Linked DNA regions of Anas platyrhynchos: region 2 is linked to region 1. Evidence: chromatin contacts called from public Hi-C data. All regions are on one chromosome and are shown on one strand. The core of a region is the stretch at or near the end of the contact, and the rest is flanking DNA. Distances in the headings are between cores, read along the strand shown.

Region 1 (3,937 bases), core at 907-3,406:
GATCAAATACAAGTGTACCTAAGAGGTGGAAGAAACTCAGACTATTCTTTTAAAGATTTTCAGAAGATTATTTTCATTCTGTTTTATATGAAGGATCAATTGTTAACCACATTTCAGAGTCTCAGAAGAGACTTTTGTCTCAAAAATATTCCCCGTATGCAGTATTTCTAGTTTCCTAACACCTCTGAGTAACTCCTGATTCAGAATGAAAAACGCTAACAGAAGGATTTATGCCTTACGCTGACCTAAGAAGCAACACCACAAGACGCACATGAAGGAGCAGCTCCGCGTTGCTTCCAGCCCAGTTCCTCACACCTCAAAGGTGACATGAAGCAGCAAAAATGCCTATGTTGACCCAAAACACACCTTCTTCACGACTTTAATAGTTAAAAGAGAAAGGCCTTCCTTCTACGAGAGAAAGAAAAAGAAGCAAAAACCTTGTGCAAGTTCTAGATTTCGAAGAATAGCAATTGTCTCCAGAATAAGGGTCTTCTATAGAAACACTGCCTAGGAAAAGGCTCCAGCCAAGTGCAAAATCATGTTGATGTACAAGATACACAAATAGCACCTGAGTGCACGCCACGATCGGCCAGCGCTCCTGACCCCATGAGCTGCATACCGAAACCTTCATGCGGCTGGGAGCTCCACGACACATGCCACATACCTCAGAGAGATGAGGGAAGGGGAGCGGATTGCAGGAGCTTCAGTCATCTGTCACCCACGGAAAGCAGCAACAGCACCTCAACAGCACCCCAAGATGGTGTCAGGCTGAGCATACAAGCAACAACAGCCTTAAAACCAGTGCTGACCTTTTCCCTGGCCTCTGGATTTGAGATTATCCAACAGCCACGCTGGCTGTTACAAGGCTCAGTGCCATTTTGGGAACCAAACCCGCACCTCCTGCCAGCTACACGTGCCTCTGAAGCCCCAGGCTGACCGGCTGTGAGGAGCCGGGCACTTATTGCCACTACAGAGGGCTGATGTACGCCGCCCTCTTCACCATGACACCCAGACATCTGTTCCTCTGGAGAACTAATAATAATGGCTGACTCGTACCTGTAACTAGGCTTGCAATTCCACCTGAAACAAAATCAGAAGAGGTCTCTCAAAATCTTTCAAATTACTGAGGTAACATACCTCCACCTGACAATTTATACCTGCTCCTCGTCACTCAGGGATAAAACCTCGCAGGCCCTGTCTCCAGCAGGGCAAAGCAAAGGTATATCAGCTAAGTTTCCAGCTACACCCCAAAACGAGAGTTTCCCTCCTCAGCCCGCAGTATGGACACGAGGGACTAAAAATAACACTGAATAGCGCTGGAAGCAGGCGTCAGGTGAAAGCCAAGAGCGGGCGGCAGCACAGAGACACCGCTGCGGGCCGGGGGCTTGGGGAGCCCAGCGCCAGGCTCCTGTGGGGGCACCTCCCGGGGGCTGCCCACGGAGCCCGGCCGGGCCCTGAGGCGGGAGGCGGCCGGGCAGAGCCGCGCCGCCCTGAGGCGAGGTCCCCGCCGCGGGGTCTCCGTCGCTCGCCGCGGGGCCGGAGCAGGCCGGAGGGAGCGGCGGGCGGCCACAGCTCGCCACCAAGGGGCGCAGCAACGCCCGCAAGGAGCAGGCCCGGCCGGGCTGCCCGCACTCGGGTCACGGCGGAGGGAAGGGGAGAAGGGGACGCGGCCGCAGCCTCGCCACCGCCCCGTGCCGAGCCGTGCCGAGCCTACCCCCGCCGCCACAGCCGGGCCGGGCCGGCGCTGCCGAGGGTGCGCGGCGACAGCCCCCGGGCCGCGCCTCGGGGCACCGCCGCCCTCCCGCCGAGCCGCCGGGGGGCTCCTCCCGGCCCCAGAGCGCCCGCTGCCCGCCTCGGCACCCGGGAGAGCCGAGGAGAGCGGCGGTACCGCCGGCCACGCCAGCCCGGTGCCTCGCACCGCCAGGGCCCCGCGGGCTGCGGAGCCGCGGGCGGGCTGAGGCAGGGCGGCGGGGAGCGGGGGCATGGCGGCGGCGCTCGCTCACTCACCTGCCCGCGACAGCCGCCGCCGCCGCCCGGCCAGCGCCGCTCTGTGTACTCCGGAAACGGCGGCTCCTCCGCCGGCCGCCGGGGGAGGGAAGGAGGCGGGCAGGGACCGGCCGGGGGCGGGCGGAGCCGCGACTGACAGCGGGAAGGGGAAGGCGGGAGCGGGGCGGGCGGCTGAGGGCTGAGGGGGGGGGGCGCGGCGCCTCAGGGAGCTGAGGAGGGGTGAGCGGGGAGGTGCGGGGCTGGGGCCTTGTCCCGGCAGGGCGATGCTGAGGAGCTCGCCCTCGGTCCTTCCACACGAGCACACGCACCCCGAGCTCCCCCGAGGTGTGGGGCAGGCCCCGGCTGCCTCCTGTCGTGTGAGGGGACCCGGCCCCGGCTGTTGGGGTGTAAATGGGGAGGGTGAGGGACGAGCAGGCCGTTATTTCAGAGCGGAGGACGAGGGGCGAGGGGAAATAATAAAAATCAGTCCATATTTTATATTAACCTCAAGTAACGAGGTTTCCCGTCCTGTCGTTTCATGGTCAGGTGCAGCGCGTCCTTCCATGAGGGAATGATCGGTGACAGAGATCGCCAGCAGCACCTGCAAAGTACTGTATTCCTCTTCTGTCTAAAGTCACTAGCCAGGGAAACTATGGGGTTCACCACTGTTAAACCTTTATTTGGGGATTGGGTAAAATGCTCACAAAGTTATCTGGAATTAGTCCCCTTGGGCATAATTATCATGGTGCTGCCAGCCTTACAAATTGCCCCAGCCAAAACAGGCCTGGTACGTGATGGCTTTGCTGTGTGAATTTGAACCAGTTTATTATTATTCCTCACTCTTAATGAAGACTGTATACAGAAAAGGTTTGCTGTGCAATTCAATGTATTTTCAAATCCTATTTCCAAAGAAAAATCCTGTTAATCCTGTTGTTCTTAGAAGAAGGTAGTTATTGTTTATTTCTAAGGTTTATTTAGAACCTTACATTTGAAATGGAACAATAAGTTAATAACATACAGAAATAGTTGGTAGAAGTTAGAAAATAAGGTCATATGTAATAGTGAGAAAATAGTTAAAAGTTCTTGGAATATAAAGAAGCAAAAACTTTGTTTACACGACTGAGCCTCTGATCTCTATGTCAAAAAAAAAAAGCAACAAAACATTAGAATATGATACTGATAAAGTGAAAATAAATAACTTCTTTCATTTTTTGTGCTGCTAATCAGAAAACTCTGTGGCAAGAAGTAAAATTGACAATTTATTGGACACCTTCTAGCCACAAGCTAGGAATAGTCCTCAAACAGTGTCTGTGGGAAGCTGCCTAGGAGCAATCTGTGGCTTTGTTTCCTTCTCTGTAACAGATGGTTACTGGCAGACTGGGCTTCTCATCAATGTGTTGCCCCCGAACTTTTCTGATTCTTGCATGTCTACTAAGCTTGTCTCTTCCTGGTAAATTTAGTCCTCAAATTAAGAGATACCTGGGAAATACTTGGAAAGCAAGCAAGGCAACAGAAGGCTGTCATATTGTTGGCTCCTTCAACAGAGACGGGTGCTGGAGCATTCTTTTTATTCTGAGAGTGCAATAAGGGGCTGGAAAAGGTACCTTTTTCCGCTTTTAACTAGCTAAATGGTAAGTGAACATTGATTTGAAAAAAAAAAAGAGATAAAGACTCAGGTGGGGTTTGAACAAGTTTTTGACTGGAACAAAGTATTAATAACTGAAAAGGAAGGGAAAGAGAAAAAATACTGCAATGTATTTTCCTTCCTCCCAGGCCAGAATCTGTGGCTGCATCTTAAAATAATCCAAAGAAAGACCAAAAATACCTCCTGTTTTTTGGTTTTGTTTTGTTTATTAAAAGAAAGAAGGGAGAGACACAGACAAGCACACATGTTTTTAGGTATACCTGTATTTTCTATCATTGAGAAACAGAGTGGCCATTCTGGAGCCTT
Region 2 (3,937 bases), core at 908-3,407, 43 kb before region 1:
TGTACTGGTGCAGGAAGTTTTTTTTGTAAACCGTGAAGTCAGTTTTGAGAACGTCTTCTGTAGACCACCTGAAGATTTGCTTCCATTTCCAGATGGCATGTCAACTTGATTCCCAAAGTCTGAGATTTCACGCTGTAACTGGATCTGAATACAAGGCAAAGCTTGCTCCCTGCATCAACAAAAACATTTATCAAACCACTTAAAAAAATTAATTTATCCTAACATCCCATTGGTTGTCTAAAGAAATTTAACTGAGTTTGTATTTTGGAGAAAAATGTGCATTTGGGTAATAGAAAGTGGAAGAAATAAAAGCAAAGGTCTCTCTCAGATTGCTAAATTCATCAGCTTCTTACTATGGTAAGAATTTGAACTATTACTAACATTTGCAATAGCATTTATTACTCTCCTTTCCTTAAGAAACGTTAATTGTGCTTCAAAACCTAAACGGAGGTATTTATTTTAAAATATGTTATATATACGTATTTTAACGCAAGAGAAACATACCTCCATACACATGGATAAGCTGCTGTTTAAAAGAAAATCTCTGTATGTTAAACAGGTACAAGGTACCTATACAGAGTCCCAGTTTCTTGCATGGAAGTTTGACTACTGATTTCCCTTTCTGATGAAGTAGTGCTATCCGAACTCTACAGTACAGCCTTTTCAATGATGATGGCTTTGTTTAAACTGGAAAAAGCGAAACATGAGGCTCAAGAAGAGATGTACCTTCCCTCCTTCCACCTGTGTATGTCAAACACAGCAGTATAGAGCACGTCTACTAGACCCAAAGTCTTCTCTGGATCCAGACTCCTCTGTAGCAAAGACATCGTTGCTGGATCTTCCTTCAAACACCTGTAATCATCAACATTAACATTTAAAAATAAAATCTTTGTATTTCACATTAAACAATTTTACCGTGCTAGTCAGATAATAAAAGGCTAATTTATACACTACTGCTGCTCCTATAAAGGTACAACTAGTAGGGCAGTATAATGCATGAACACCCAAGGGCTCCTAAGGACAGCACCTGCAGTCCCAGTTTCTCTTTTTAATTGTTGAATATACAGCTAATCCAATTTTAAGCTCATTTTAAAATCAGGATTATCTCTTTAGCTGAGCAGGCATAATTCAAGCACAGAGGTAAGAAAAAACAAATACACAAAAACCCATTTTTAAGAAAGTAGCAAGAGTGCTCAGCAAACTTAACAAAAATGCTAGTGCATGACACTTGCATCTTGAGTGCAATCTAGGAGTTCAATGCTAAGAAACACCCAGCCTGACACAGTCAGAATGAAAAATGATTCAGCATATCCAATAGGCTGTAGAACATGCTACTGAGCTGTGAAGGTGCAGAAATACTGAATTTTTTTCATTGATGGCACAGAATTAAGGTGAAATCAGAGTAACTTAAATCTATGTATTGACACATTTATCAAGTATTTAACGAGCCCTCCAGCACAGAAGAGTAAACAGGCGCTGTTGCTGTGTGTCAGTAGGCGGAGCTCTTCCAGAGCACACAAACCCTGGCTCAGAGCACTGCAGTTTTTTCGCTCTTTCACAATAGAGCACTTTATATAAAGAGAACAGAAGTGCCAGTTTCTACTCAGCAGAGGAATTAAAGATGAATTTGGATAAACAGACTATGGGCTGACTTGTACTTCTGGACATGCCAGTGGTACCATTAGTGACAGGCTATCTCACTAAGGATTCACATGAATGATTTGTGTTGCACCAAAACCCATAACACTGAGTATACTGAAGAAAGAGAGGAAGTGTTCTAATTCCAAATTACTGTTTCAAAAGAGAAGTCCTCGCCTGAGAATGAGGATTAGTTCTAATATGCTTTCCTGGGCAGTTAATTAAGCCACTAGGGATGGCATCTCTCGAAACACAGTTCTGCGTTCACAACAGCGCTTAAAGAAAGCTCAGTTAAGAGGGCCAAAGCTCTTGCCTTCGTCTCATCTGATGCCTGACCTTCCTGTGGTAACAGCTGTGGGGACCTGCCAGGGAGGAGCATAACAGGAATATTTCTGGATTTATATTTAACTTCCTCTTTCATCATCCAGCTTTTACATTCTTCTCTTCAGAGGAATGTTGCAGTGCACCAGCCTTGCCTCCCTTCCACTGCCTCCAACAGAGGGAGCACCAGTACAAAGACTGTTGAAAGTCTTTGAAAGTACAGCTGTTGGTCAATCTGTGAGAAGTGGTGGTATTCAATCAGCACAAGGCAAAGGAATTTAAGGTAGATCATAGTATTCCCCGATCCATTTATACTGCATTGTATTTCTTCCCATATACTTCAACAGCCATACCTACTAGTATGATCTACAATACAGTATTTTTATTTACCAAGTTGATGGAACTTGCACCACAATTCTGGATCCTTCTAAACTTATCTGAGGAGCGTAGGCTTCTTTATTTTCAATCTGTGCTGTGTCCACAACCACCTAGCAAATAAAAAGGGAAACGATTTTCAGAATTAGTTCTATTTTATCACCCCTGTATTACAGATGCAATCGTCTCACCTCCCTGCCATGCTACAGGTGCAGAAAGAACCACATAAAAACAAATGAAGTCACAAAATCATTATAAGTTGATTTCTATTTTAATATCTTGGGGGCGGGGGAAAAGAAAGCATACCAAATTATTAGTTTAATACATTAGCCTACATTTCAAGGACTTAATTCCTCCCAATTACATACTATAGTTACATATCAAACATGTACTTACCAGCTGCTTTAGGTAGCAGCTGGTAGTTATCAATGGCTTTGTGTAACAGCCCTTACATTTGAGAAGTCTGAGCTCTATTAAGGTAGTAATTGTGCCAAACACCTATTAAAATACTGTAAATAACCTAACTGCAGTGCACAACATGATACAGACAAATAGTATTTAGTCAAACTCTTCTCATAGCTTGTAATTTTTAACAAACATACCCTCCACCCACCCACACTCATGGTTACAAAATTTTATACCAGTATTTCTTTACTTAATGGAACTATTTATAACAGGGAATTAATAGTAGTGAAGAGAAGAAAAGTGACTGTTCAATTTGTTGAATTCTCAGCTTTCTGTAAGATATCATGAATTTATATGGAAGATGAAAGTCTTGAAAATTAATCTGCTGTCATGAAACTCTTTTTATGGAAACTGAGAAGGAATGGATTCACTTCAGCTTCATTTAAACTTCAGTACCAGTGATAGTAAGTTCCATATTTGGTTTCTGCTTTCTGTTGTTGTCCAGTCTGCATGGGCTGGCCTTTTTGATCATTTCCATAATTTCCTATTTTGGTCATGCTGAACCAGCAGCTTTTTGGCAGCACTCAGCAGTTCTTGCTCCAGTGACTAGCAGATTAGCTGTACCATTTATCCTTGAAATGGCAAAAAGTCCTTCTGTATAAAAAGCCTCAAGGGGCATTACTGGCTTTTTTGCAATCATCCTACACTGGTTCTACTTCTACCTCATTGTCTTTTACTAGTTATGAAATGTGAAATATAAATAGTGCTGAGATTTTGTCTCTCCTGCATTAGCAAAATAATTCAATGATAGTTCAACAACTTTTTCCCATCATTTCAATATTTTAGCATAGGGACTTAGTTTTCCTCCAGTTGTCTCTGAACACTTGCTCAAGTTTATTCCAACTTGTAAAAAACGTGTCTAAGCACAGTTATACGAGGCACCATGCTATTATCTGTTCATGAAAATACCTCTCAATTAATAACAGTGCAACCACATAACATTTCTTCATGGTTTATACCACGTTAATTTTATTTAATTTGGTATAGATTTAGCTATATTGCTAAATATAATCAGTTTAAGGAGAGACTACGATACATAGTTATTTTCTCAGGAGCTGGGGGAAAAAGAAAAATTACTATCTGCATCTGAGACCCTTAAGTCAAAAAGCAAAATTGTCATTTGTGCAGATCTAGATCA

Evidence for each region. A called contact is a pair of places that touch in the nucleus more often than the background predicts.
Region 2: a contact with region 1 is called in a Hi-C map of subcutaneous adipose tissue, with 2.6 times the contacts expected there. The contact joins the enhancer-like site here to the promoter of GARRE1 in region 1. A contact is called at or near these places in 3 of 8 Hi-C or Micro-C datasets (F1 follicle, skeletal muscle and subcutaneous adipose tissue).

The regions. Positions count from the first base shown.
Region 1 is chr12:10,028,779-10,032,715 of IASCAAS_PekinDuck_T2T, reverse strand. GARRE1 (granule associated Rac and RHOG effector 1) reads right to left here and starts at 2,156. Exons shown (of 14, transcript XM_027466947.3): 1 at 2,008-2,156. GPI (glucose-6-phosphate isomerase) reads left to right here and starts at 2,219. Exons shown (of 19, transcript XM_072043958.1): 1 at 2,219-2,331; 2 at 2,533-2,594.
Region 2 is chr12:10,071,936-10,075,872 of IASCAAS_PekinDuck_T2T, reverse strand. It overlaps GARRE1 (granule associated Rac and RHOG effector 1), which reads right to left. Exons shown (of 14, transcript XM_027466947.3): 8 at 2,350-2,447; 9 at 727-852; 10 at 1-169. Among named protein-coding and RNA genes, the nearest start is that of SS18L2, 12 kb to the left of the region's middle. Within about 2 kb of position 2,157, at least 7 of the 8 cell types and tissues checked have an H3K27ac peak or open chromatin away from gene starts, as enhancers often do. A contact at or near this core is called in F1 follicle and subcutaneous adipose tissue, where this site is marked.